Regions from separate parts of the Mus musculus genome. Here regions 2 and 3 are each linked to region 1. The links are chromatin contacts, called in public HiChIP or PLAC-seq maps. All regions are on one chromosome and are shown on one strand. Each heading gives the region's core, a stretch centred on a gene start, on an enhancer-like site or on the middle of the called end of the contact. The rest is flanking DNA. Distances are from core to core; before and after follow the strand shown. Region 1 holds the start of Pdpk1 (3-phosphoinositide dependent protein kinase 1). Region 2 holds the start of Noxo1 (NADPH oxidase organizer 1). Region 3 holds the start of Zfp598 (zinc finger protein 598).

The links. HiChIP or PLAC-seq counts read pairs in DNA pulled down with a chosen protein or histone mark.
Region 2: an HNF4G HiChIP or PLAC-seq map of pancreatic cancer cells shows a contact between it and region 1. The contact joins the promoter of Noxo1 here to the promoter of Pdpk1 in region 1. A contact is called at or near these places in 4 of 39 promoter capture datasets (the C10 cell line, cranial neural crest, liver and 1 more) and 1 of 115 datasets of contacts at active chromatin or transcription factors (pancreatic cancer cells).
Region 3: an H3K4me3 HiChIP or PLAC-seq map of embryonic stem cells shows a contact between it and region 1, with 3 times the contacts expected there. The contact joins the promoter of Zfp598 here to the promoter of Pdpk1 in region 1. A contact is called at or near these places in 4 of 39 promoter capture datasets (3T3-L1-derived adipocytes, liver, neutrophils and 1 more) and 2 of 115 datasets of contacts at active chromatin or transcription factors (embryonic stem cells and pancreatic cancer cells).

What each region holds. Positions count from the first base shown.
Region 1 is chr17:24,139,683-24,143,248 of GRCm38.p6, reverse strand. Pdpk1 (3-phosphoinositide dependent protein kinase 1) reads left to right here and starts at 1,655. Exons shown (of 14, transcript NM_011062.4): 1 at 1,655-1,812. The coding sequence starts at 1,789. It overlaps Gm33409 (a long non-coding RNA gene), which reads right to left and starts at 1,686. Exons shown (of 2, transcript XR_876671.3): 1 at 1,089-1,686; 2 at 651-798.
Region 2 is chr17:24,694,350-24,697,915 of GRCm38.p6, reverse strand. It overlaps Noxo1 (NADPH oxidase organizer 1), which reads right to left and starts at 1,682. Exons shown (of 9, transcript NM_001357836.1): 1 at 920-1,682. Gfer (growth factor, augmenter of liver regeneration) reads left to right here and starts at 1,760. Exons shown (of 3, transcript NM_023040.3): 1 at 1,760-2,085; 2 at 2,466-2,662; 3 at 3,474-3,566. The coding sequence starts at 1,849.
Region 3 is chr17:24,667,801-24,671,366 of GRCm38.p6, reverse strand. It overlaps Zfp598 (zinc finger protein 598), which reads right to left and starts at 1,680. Exons shown (of 12, transcript NM_183149.2): 1 at 1,394-1,680. The coding sequence starts at 1,609.

The sequences.
Region 1 (3,566 bases), core at 406-2,905:
GTGTTGTTGTCCTCTTGAGCATGGTCAACCTTCTAGTGGCTACACCTCAAGGAAGAATGGCTTTTCCCTAATGGCCATCAGCTGCCAGTAACCATGGAGACAGGTGCAAGCCTGGTGAGGCCCCCTCCTGTCGGTGCTGGAACTTTGACTGGCTTGATCCTATGCAGGTGAGCACAGCAGTGGTGAGACCCTCGGTGCCAGGCCACATCAGGGTCAGAGTCAGCATTTCTCAGCATTGCTCCTCTTACATTCCCAAGGTTCCCTAAGCCTTATTTGGAGGGGGACTCATATAGATGCTCCCTTTTATTTATCTTGTGTTTGTTTGTTTTGCAAGACAGAGTTTCTCTGTGTAGCCCTGCCTCTGCCTCCTGAGTGCTGAGATCAAAGGAATAAGCCACTATGACCTGGTTCTAGATGCCCCATTTAAGGCTGAATACTCACAGTAATTTTCAGCACTTTAAATTATTTTACACAAATGACAAATATCTGGAAAGGGTGGTGAATACCTATACCCAAGCACTAGGAAATCTAAGGCAGAAAGATCATGAATTCAAGACAAGCCCAGTCTACATAGTGATGTCCAGGCTAGCCAGGGTTACATACTGAGACACTGTCTCAAAAACACCACAAAAAACAAAGGGCGCAAGGGCTATGGGTGTAATTTAGAAACATTTAATTTTGAGATGATCTAGCATGTGTGAGGTCTTGAGTTAATTCCCAACACTGAAAAAAAAATGGGGAAGGTCTGTAGAGATGGCTCAGTATGATGCCTGCTATGCAGGCAAGTCCTCAGCACTCCTGTAAAAGAAAGCTGGAGATGGTGGGGGTGTGTCTGTACCTTCACCCCTGGGAAAACAGAGACAGGGGGACCACTGCATCTCACTGGCCAGCCAGCCAGCCAAGAGGGATCAGCAAGTTCCAGGTAGCGACTGGTATAGGAAGACATCTGACAAACCCACAAAGTGGACACACACATACACTGTACACACAGCGCAAAAAGTTTACAAAAATTGTATGCGTTTCACCATAATTTAAAAAAACATCTACAGCGGTTGTCATAATGACAACTAAAGGAGGATGTGGCATACCTGTCATTTCAGCAGCTGGGAGGCTGAGACAGGATTGCCGCAAGTAGGAGGCCAGTCTGTTCTCGATAGTGAGATCCTGCTGGGAAAGGAAAAAAAAAAAAAAAGCAAGCTCACAAAGACGTCCATCAAAATATTGGCAAAAACAGGTTCATCAGGAGTGACAGGACGGCTTGTTTTCTGCTTCAAATCATAGCCCAATTTCTCTCCCAGATTACTCGTGACCTGTGAATCAGATTCAAGTTGTCCTGGCAGTAGGTTCGAGCTCAGCCTTGCTGCTGCCCCAGGCGTGACCTTGGCCCGCTGGCTACGGAGCCTCAGTTTACCTGACAGGGAACGCGGATGACAGCTCGGCGCTCCGGCCCCGGCCCCTCCCCGTCACTTCTGATTGGCTCGCTCAGCCTCCCTCGACAAGCGCGCCGGGCCCCAACCCGGAAATACGGCTCTTGGTCGGGGGCGGGGCCCTCACGGCCCGCCGCCAATGACAGCTATACTGACCAATGGGCGAGAGGAGCGGCGGCTACGTCGCGGAAGTCCTGCTTAGCGTCGCGCGGGGGCGGGGTGGCGCTGGGGGCGGCAGGCGGCGGGGCGGGCGCAGGATGAGGGCGGCCATTGCTGGGGCTCCGCCGCGGGGAGGAGGACGCTGAGGAGGCGCCGAGCAGCGCAACGCTGCGGGGGAGGCGCCCGCGCCGACTTGGGGCTCATGGCCAGGACCACCAGCCAGCTGGTGAGCGCGCGGCTGCTGTAGGGCGCACCGGTCCGTTACCCGGGAGCGTGGCGGTCGCCTGGGTTCTGCTGGGCGAGGCGGGGCGGCCCGGTGTCGCGGGCCGGGCGGCGCCTCACCTGCGGCTGGGTGGCGGGCAAGACTGTTGGCACCGGCCGAGGGTTCCTCTCGGCTGCGGCAGGGAATGCGGGCCCCGGCTCGGGCTGTCGGCGGCAGCCGGGGGCGCTGACAGGGCACGGAGGGCGGGGGAGGCCGGGAGGTGTCACCCGGTCGGGCGGGGTGGAAGTGCCTGGAAAGTTTGTTTTCGGCTCTGTGCAGCCTGGAGCCGAGCCTCTGGGCTTACCTTGAGGTCCTGCCCGAGGAGGAGCATTCTCCATCCTTTACCTGGAGGAGGTTCCTGGGAAGCAGGAGATGTGAGTTCCTGCTTGTAGCACCTGATGCTGGAGGCTCCTTTCCAGATTCTTGGTCAGCGGGGCATTTCGGTCCTCCTCTTGCCTGCAGTTCTACGCTCAGTGAGGTGGGAAGCCCTGGGAGGCCGGGCTTAGAGGCCCCAGCGAGGGCAGCCTAAGTTTGACAGGGAGGAGGGGTTGGGGGGGGCGGGCGGAAGGACGAGGACGACAAAACCAACCACTTGTTGGGTGAAATGTTTGTTTTCTCTGTGTTGTTAAATAAGTATCCATAGTTGTATTTTCTGGTAAGTTTTAGAGTTCTTAGATCAGCGTGTCTGCCTTGTATGAGATATGAAGTGGCTGATGAGAAGATGTCAGACGCCGAGCAAGATTTGGTTCAAAAGGCAAACCTCCTTGGGCTAGGGCTGTGGTTCAGTGGTAATCTGCTTGCTTCACATGTTCAGGGCTCTTGGGTTCGATCCTCACTCCAGCTTTCAGGGAGTGGGGCGGGATGGGAAGAGGGTTGTTGGTCTCTTTATTCGAGGGGACTGAAGAAACTCACTTGGTTCAGTATGGTCTAGGATGTGTCTGTGGTAGTGGTTTTTGGAGGGTCATGAGCCCCTTTAAGAATCAAAGTATGGGCTCCTTTTGAGAAGCATACACAGTTGCACGGAATTTTGTTGCTACCAGAGGCTCAAGAGCCTTCTGCATCTCATCCATGGACTTGAAGTTATAACCCTCTACTGTGAGATGGATGGTAATTAATCCAAATTCTAAAAGGAGGAGGACCTATCCAGCTGAGAAAAATGGTGAAAGGCAAAAAAGGGTGTTGCAACACTTGTGTCTTTACCCCGGGGTGCTTGGGCTAGCACGCAAAAACATGAATCGTGGAAGTCAGAGTGACAGTACTTTGGATATTTATGAAGTGAACTTTGACACAGAGATGCTTTTGCAATGTGTAAGGTGTGTATCTGATGGTGTCTATGGGAAGAGGAAAAGTGTGTTTTCTCACTTTGTCTTGACACTTCCGTGGTAGGCATTTGATATCTACAATTTTCTTCTCATCAGACAGCTTTTTCAGTGTTAAGAGCACTGGAGCCTAGTGAGCAGAAGAAATTACAGAATAAACACAATAGACTTCTCTGTAAGAAAATGAGAAGAAGTAGGCCGTGCATCTTGTCATATATGCACATGTGAGAATATGCTTTGCTTCCTTCCTGTTAGGAAAGGCAGAGATGGTTCCATTGATGGATTTTTTTTTTTGGTCTGAGAACCGGAGATTTGCATAGTTAAAGTGTATTTGCATTTGAACTTTAACCTGGCTTGCTACACTGTCTCAATTAATTTTCCTCAAAGCCTTTCCCCTTT
Region 2 (3,566 bases), core at 433-2,932, 550 kb before region 1:
CAGACAACCTTGAGTCAACTACTGGGTCCTTTTTTGGTTGCTTTGGTTTGGTTTGGTTTTGGTTGGTTGTTTTTGTCTTGTTTTGCTTTGAGATAGGGTTTTGCCAAAGTTGGGAATATTACTGTCTTAGGCTCCCGAGTAGCTAGGTCATAAAGCCAATCTCCTTACTTAGCTAAGTCTTGGCATTACCTTTAATAACTTTCTGGCTTTTTTTCAGAAATGTTGGAAGTCAGAAGACAGAAGCTGGAAAAGTGAGGAATTGTGAGCCCCTCTTACCACTCAGTTGACAGCCCCTGTCTACCCCTCCCAACCTTAGATGCTCTTCACTCTATCTAGCCACTGCCTCTCTCAGATGCACACAGAGGAGCCCCCAACTCTGGGTTCCTCCCTGTCTCTTTAAAAAAATCTGTTCTCAGTGGGGTAGCACATGCCTTTAATCCCAGCATTTGGGTGGCAGAGGCAGGTAGATTTCTGAGATCAAGGCCAGCCTGGTCTACAAAGAGAGTCCAGGACAGTCAAGACTGGTTACACTAAGAAACCCTGTCTTGAAATACACACACACACACACACACAAAATCCACTGTCCCAAATTGCCCAACATCTCTGTTTTTAGGGAAAAAAATGCCAGTTGCTACCATGGTCATAAGTAGGCCTTGCCGGACTCTGGATTCTGCCTCTATCTCCTCTACCTTCCCTAGACCCTGCCCCCAGCGTCACTGGTGTTTCTGTAAAATGTCAAGCATTTGAGCTGATTTCTTATCCCAAAGGCCTGTGCCTAAGGGTCTCCTCACCCCCTGCACAGCTTTCATCAGTTTTGTAAATATGATTCTGGTGTACTGGGTTTTCCGCATTTGCATCACTGGTTAAAGGCTAAAGAGGGAGGCTTGTTCCTTGTTCTGCTCAGTGGAGGAAACAGCACCTGGAGAGAGCAGCCACTCTACAAATATTTGCAGAAAGAGTAAATGAACACATGGAGGCAGCGGAAGGAATTCTTCCTGTGATGGCACAGGCGTTTAAGTCAAACACTTGAAGAGGTGGTGTGGTGGCAAAAAGATTCAAGAATTCAACATCATCTTCACTCAGCTACATACAGAGTTCAAAGTTAGTCCAAGTTACATGAGACCCTGTCTCCAAAAGAAAAAAAAAAAGGAAGAAATTCCTGAGGCTGCTATTAAAATAGGCATAATAATCTTTTATCCAAGCTAGAGGATGAGGACACGCCCTCTCTCAAGGTTGCGCAGTGGGGGACAGTTACTAGGGCACAGGTAGCCTCTGGCAATAAGTACTGTCTGGTCTCTGTGAGGCCACGCCCCGTCGCGCGTTGCTAAGGCACCGAGAAGCGTGTAGGTGGGCACGTCGTAAGGCAGGAAGACCCCAAATTTTGCCGCCCTTAGGTGTCTGAGCCAAGCGATGGGGGTGATGCGAGAAGCATCTCGGAACTCATCTCAGTCCAAGATCTCAGCACAGCCGCAGCGCGCCTTCCACGACACACTTCACATCTGCCGGAGGAAGCCTGAACCCCACCATGGACCACGCACGCCGGGCTCGCGGCGGGTCACCAGGCGCAAGAGTACCCGCAGAGCCGGAGCCGCAGCCGCCAGTGCCGCCTCGGCCTGGGCCTCCGGCGCCGCCTCCTCCCGCCCCGAGGCCTCCTACGCCTCCGCGACCCGGGCCGCCGCCTCGGCCCCCAGCCCCGCCCCGCCGCCAGGCCCCGCCTCCTGCCCCGGCCTGAGCCCAGCCCCGGGCTGCGGTTCCCGCTCCTGCCGCCGCGCGCCGGCGGTGGCGTGCACGCTCCTCCGAACTGTCGCCGGCACGCCCTCTTGGCCCCGCTGCCCGCACGCCAGCAAGATGGCGGCGCCCAGCGAGCCGGCGGGCTTCCCTCGCGGCAGTCGCTTCTCCTTCCTGCCGGGCGGCGCGCGCTCCGAGATGACCGACGACCTGGTGACTGACGCGCGGGGCCGCGGCGCAAGGCATAGAGACGACACCACCCCTGCCGCGGCCCCGGCGCCGCAAGGTTTGGAGCACGGGAAGCGACCGTGCCGGGCCTGCGTGGACTTCAAGTCGTGGATGCGGACCCAGCAGAAGGTGCAGATGCCCCGCTTGGCCGCCCGGTCCCGGTCCCCCACACACCTGGTTTCCAGGTTCCCGTTCGGCTACCGCACGGCCCAAACCCTCAGGGTTGGCTATGCCTAAACATGTTTACCCCTCACCCACACACACCGTTAGGCTCAAACTTTTGCGCTTTCAGCCACTGGCTAGTCAGATCGAGTTAGTAGGCTGTCAACTGAAAAAGGGAGCGTTCTTGTTTCCTTTATTATTATTATTATGATTATTATTAGTGATAATGGGAATTCGAACCGAAGGCCTCTGGCGTACAACGCAAGCAGTCTGCCACTGGGTTGGAATTTTATGGGCTTTCTGGTTGGGTAAGAGTGAATTGACCTTTAGTCGGCCTACTTCTGCAGCGGGACATCAAGTTTAGGGAGGACTGTCCACAGGATCGGGAAGAATTGGGTCGCCACACCTGGGCTTTCCTCCATACGCTGGCCGCCTATTACCCGGACAGGCCCACGCCAGAACAACAACAGGATATGGCCCAGTTCATACATATATTTTCCAAGTTTTACCCCTGCGAGGAATGTGCGGAAGACATAAGGAAGAGGTAAGTTGTGGCTATACCTCTTGTCAGTAAGGTCCCTAGAGCGGGCCTAGCTGATGCCGGGCGGTGGTGGCGCACGCCGTTAATCCCAGCACTTGGCAAGCAGTGGCAGGTGGTTTTCTGAGTTCGAGGCCAGCCTGCTCTACAGAGTGAGTTCCAGGACAGCCAGGGCTACACAGAGAAACCCTGTCTCAAAGAAACACAAAAAAAGGGGGGGGGGCATAGCTGATGTCATAGAGAGGGGCCTAGAACAGTAGATTCAGAAGTGACAGGTTCCTAGGAGAGGGGACACCAAAAGGGATGTTGGGGTTTGGGGGCCTTCTCCTTCCTCAAAAGCCCAGTCCTTATAGCTCTTCCTTATGGGGCTCAAGCCAATCTCTCAGCTTAGTTACCAGCTTTAAAAACTGGACTGAAGGGAGGCAGAGGCAGGCGGATTTCAGAGTTCGAGGCCAGCCTGGTCTACAAAGTGAGTTCCAGGATAGCCAGGGCTACACAGAGAAACCCTGTCTCGAAAAACCAAAAAAAAAAAAAAAAAAACTGGACTGAAGTAAACATCCCTCACTCTCAGTGGCCTAACCTAGGTTGCACTTGCTATTTGAAGCAGTTAGGAGTGAGGGGAGCTCTAGCTGCATTGTGCCCCTGGTGCTGAGAAACAGTCCTTTGTGCCAGGCCCTACCTAGAAACTCTAGATTCAGGCCCCCCCCATCCCCCTACAGGAAGATAGGTCATAGCAGTGCCCCAACTCCCGTCTCCAGACACTGGCAGAGACAGAGGGGCCGGGATCTCCTTACATCCTTCTGTGCTTCTCTCAAAGGATAGGCAGGAACCAGCCAGACACAAGCACTCGAGTATCCTTCAGCCAGTGGCTGTGCCGCCTGCACAATGAGGTGAATCGGAAGCTGGGCAA
Region 3 (3,566 bases), core at 431-2,930, 530 kb before region 1:
CAGGTATGTGTGCTCAAAACCCGTGTCAGACCTTCCCATCAGCGTGTGCACGACTGGCCAGCAAAGCCCCAGCAAGACCCTGAGTAGGACACCAGCCAAAAGCTTCCAGAGATGTTTCTAAACCCCAGATCTCATCCAGTAGGGTAAGGCTCCTTCCACCACACTATGTCTGGGGTCTTCTAGTCCCTCTTCCCCAGTATGACATAGATGCTTAGGGAATGTTCCAGATTCCAGCTGAGTCTTTTGACATAAATATCAAGAAAGAAAAGCTGGGTGTGCTGGGTATGGTGGAGAATGACCTAGCCCTCAGGAGGTAGAGGCAGGTGGATCTGTGTGACTTCAAGGCCAGTCTGGTCTAGAGAATGAGTTCCAGGACTGCCAGAGCTACAGGCCCTGTCTCAAATACGGGATATGGTGGTGCACTGCCTTTAATCTCAGAAATCAGGAGGCAGATACTGGTTCTACATAACAAGTTCCAGGCCAGCCAGGACTACATAGTGAGACCCTATCTCAACGAGAAAGAAAAAGGTCAGAAAGAAAAGAAAAAAAAAAAAAAAAACTCAAAATTTTGGCATCATTTCTATCTCTGCATCACTTCTAAGAACAGGAAAGGGTGATTCCCTGGCAGAAGCCACTAGCCAAAACCTTCCACGAACCAACCAAGGTAATTTCACAATTCTGGAAGCAAACAGATCTCTACGGGCAGCAAACCAAGGGAGGTTCAGCTGGATACTCCCCATCAAAGGCTGGCATTGCTGGAGTCCTCTGACCCCCTTCGGGATTTCCAAGTCTAGACAGCCAGAAACATCCTCTTCCCACCACTCTGGAAGGAAGCCTCAAAGCTAGAACTAGTAACGAGGAGGAAAACTTCCTAAAATTGTGGACCACCAAGCACCTAGGAATCAGGTCCTGGTATCACCTCCACTCTACAAATGGAAACGCTGTCTCAGGAGCTAAGGATCACCGGTGGGGCCCAGAAGCCCAACTAGTCTGGAAATGTCCAGTTTAACCCTTTTTTTCCAGAGCAGTCAGCTTCCAGAATAGACAGTGTCTGGAGGTTCCCCCTGGCTGTCTGCTCCTCCTCAGTGACGATCCCGAAAAAATTAAGATTCACAGACAGGAGGGCTCTCGACCTGACCTTGCCCTTCCCGCAGCCAGGTCATAGGGAAAAGTCCCCAGGCTTAGAGTTCCCACAGACATCGCTCCTCCTTCCCCAGCCCGGCCGCCTCTGGCTTCTCCCAGCCCCAGGAGGCCCGGTGATCGCATGGCGCCCCGACCGACCACCCGGCCTCCGGAGGGAGCGGGTGAGGCCAGGCCGCGGCCGGACACCGAGCAGGCAAAGCCATCAGGAGTCCGCCCTCCCCGCGCCCCGTCGCGCGCCCCGCTGGCGCACCTGGCGCAGCTCCTCGCGGCACACGGCGCAGTAGCGCTGCTCGCACAGCACCCGCATCTTGGTAGAGCACCGGTAGCACACCGGGTGATCGCAGCGGCCCAGCGCCGTAGCCTCCAGGTCACCGCAGCACAGCACGCAGCTCCCGCCGCCCCGCTCCGGCGCTGCCACCGCCTCCAGAGCCGCGCGCCGCCCCTCGGCGCCCGCCGCCGCCGCCATGGCCGGGCTCCGGCCCCCTCCTGGCCGGCGCGGCACAGCGCGGCCTGGCTCCCGGCGGACCCGCCCCTTCCGTCGACGTCACTGCCCTCAGGCAACCGCCCGCCTGGCGGAAGTGCGCACTGCGACTTCCGCCCGGGCCTGGTGTTGTACAGAGCTGCCATTCGCTCATGACTGCTGCTCAAGCCTTTCCAGTCATTTAAATGCGGAGTCTCTCCGCCTTCGCCGACGCAAGCTCTGGAAACGCCGGAGGAGCTACAGGGTTTCCAGCATCATTTCCGATAAAACACGAACTGTGGTTTGTTTTTCGAGACAGGGTTTCTCTGTGTAGCCCTGGCTGTCCTGGAACTCACTCTGTACACCAGGCTGGCCTCGAACTCAGAAATTCGCCTGCCTCTGCCTCCCAAGTGCTGGGATTAAAGGCATGCGCCACTATGCCCGGCTCGATCAGTCTTAAGCTAAGTATCACACAAACATTACTTGGACGTAGTATGTAGTATGTTTGTATCTTAAATGCAAATTTCACTGGATGTCCTGGGAACATAGCTTAGTGGCAGAGACTTGCCTACCGTGCCTAGGTTCCATTCCCAGCACAAAATACATACATAAGTAATTCAGCTAGTAATGACTGAATCCGACAAATTTTTAGGAACCTTTCTATAGCCCTGCACCTCTCTTGTGTTTGGAACATAAGCCTCTGACATCAGGACATCCAGACATTCTCACCCAATCCCACTAGAGAAGGGACCTCGTGTTTTCTTGGTTGTAAGACAGACACATCCAGCCAGACATAGTATGTAGGAAAGGGAAGCACCCAGAGGTGCTTGAGTGGATAGTAGTGAACCGGAGGCTTCAAGTCTGCAGCTGTTGGGCGGTCTCCGGATTTCTGATGAAGCGAGATGGGTCCAAATCTGAACCCTTTCTAGAAAGAGTCAGTATATTGTGTGTGTGACCCCAGAGTGCCTATGGCTAGCTAGAATCAGAAATGACTTAAACCCCTAATCCTGGTACCTAGACTTACATGCTTCTGAACTAGGTTGCCCCACTGAAGCCTATAACCTCATTTGTAAAACTGGGGTCGCCATACCAACTATGTAAAGCAGACCGGGCTACATTTGCCATCTTCGGACAGATAGGGGGATTTACCTTTCTTAGGCAACTGGGCAGGGCTAAGTATTGTTAAAATGACAGGGTGTGGTCACATACCTTTCATCCTAGCACTCACAGGCATAGACTTTGTAAGTTTTGAAGTCAGCCTGGTCAACATAGTTTCAGGCCAGCCATGGCTACGTAGAAGTGAGACACTGTCTCAAAAAAAAAAAAATCTGTTAAAATGGAGGACTGGAGAGATGGCTCAACAATTAAGAGCACTAGCTTTTCTTGCAGAAGTCCTAGGTTCAATTCCCAGCACCACATGAAGGCTCACAACCAGTTCCAGGAGGTTTAATATCTTCTGGTCTCTGAGGGCACCAGGCACACACGTGGTACACAGGCAGGAAAGCAAAACACGTCCATAGAAAATAAAAATAAATTTTAAAAAATGAAAACATTTCTGTTAAGATGACAATTGAATGTTAATGATAAGCTCGTTAGATGCTGATGGCAAGTACTTTATTGTCCCAGTTTGTGCAAATAAGTACAGGCTGAGGGATGGTGAATGTGGCTTCCTAATTGACAGCTTTTGGCCTCACCCTTTGCTGCCCTGGCTTTTTTTTTAGTCAGCCAGCCAGCCAGACTACCCATCTGCCACCATTCTGAACACTCCTTAGACACCTGAGAAAACAACGCAGTGAACAGAGTTGATTATCCCTCTCCTAAAGGCACAGCCTCAATCAGAGAGCTGTTTGAAACAGTTCACACCAGACTTTTTTTTTCTTTTTTTTCCGAGACAGGGTTTCTCTGTGTAGCTCTGGCTGTCCTGGAACTCACTCTGTAGACCAGGCTGGCCTCAAACTCAGAA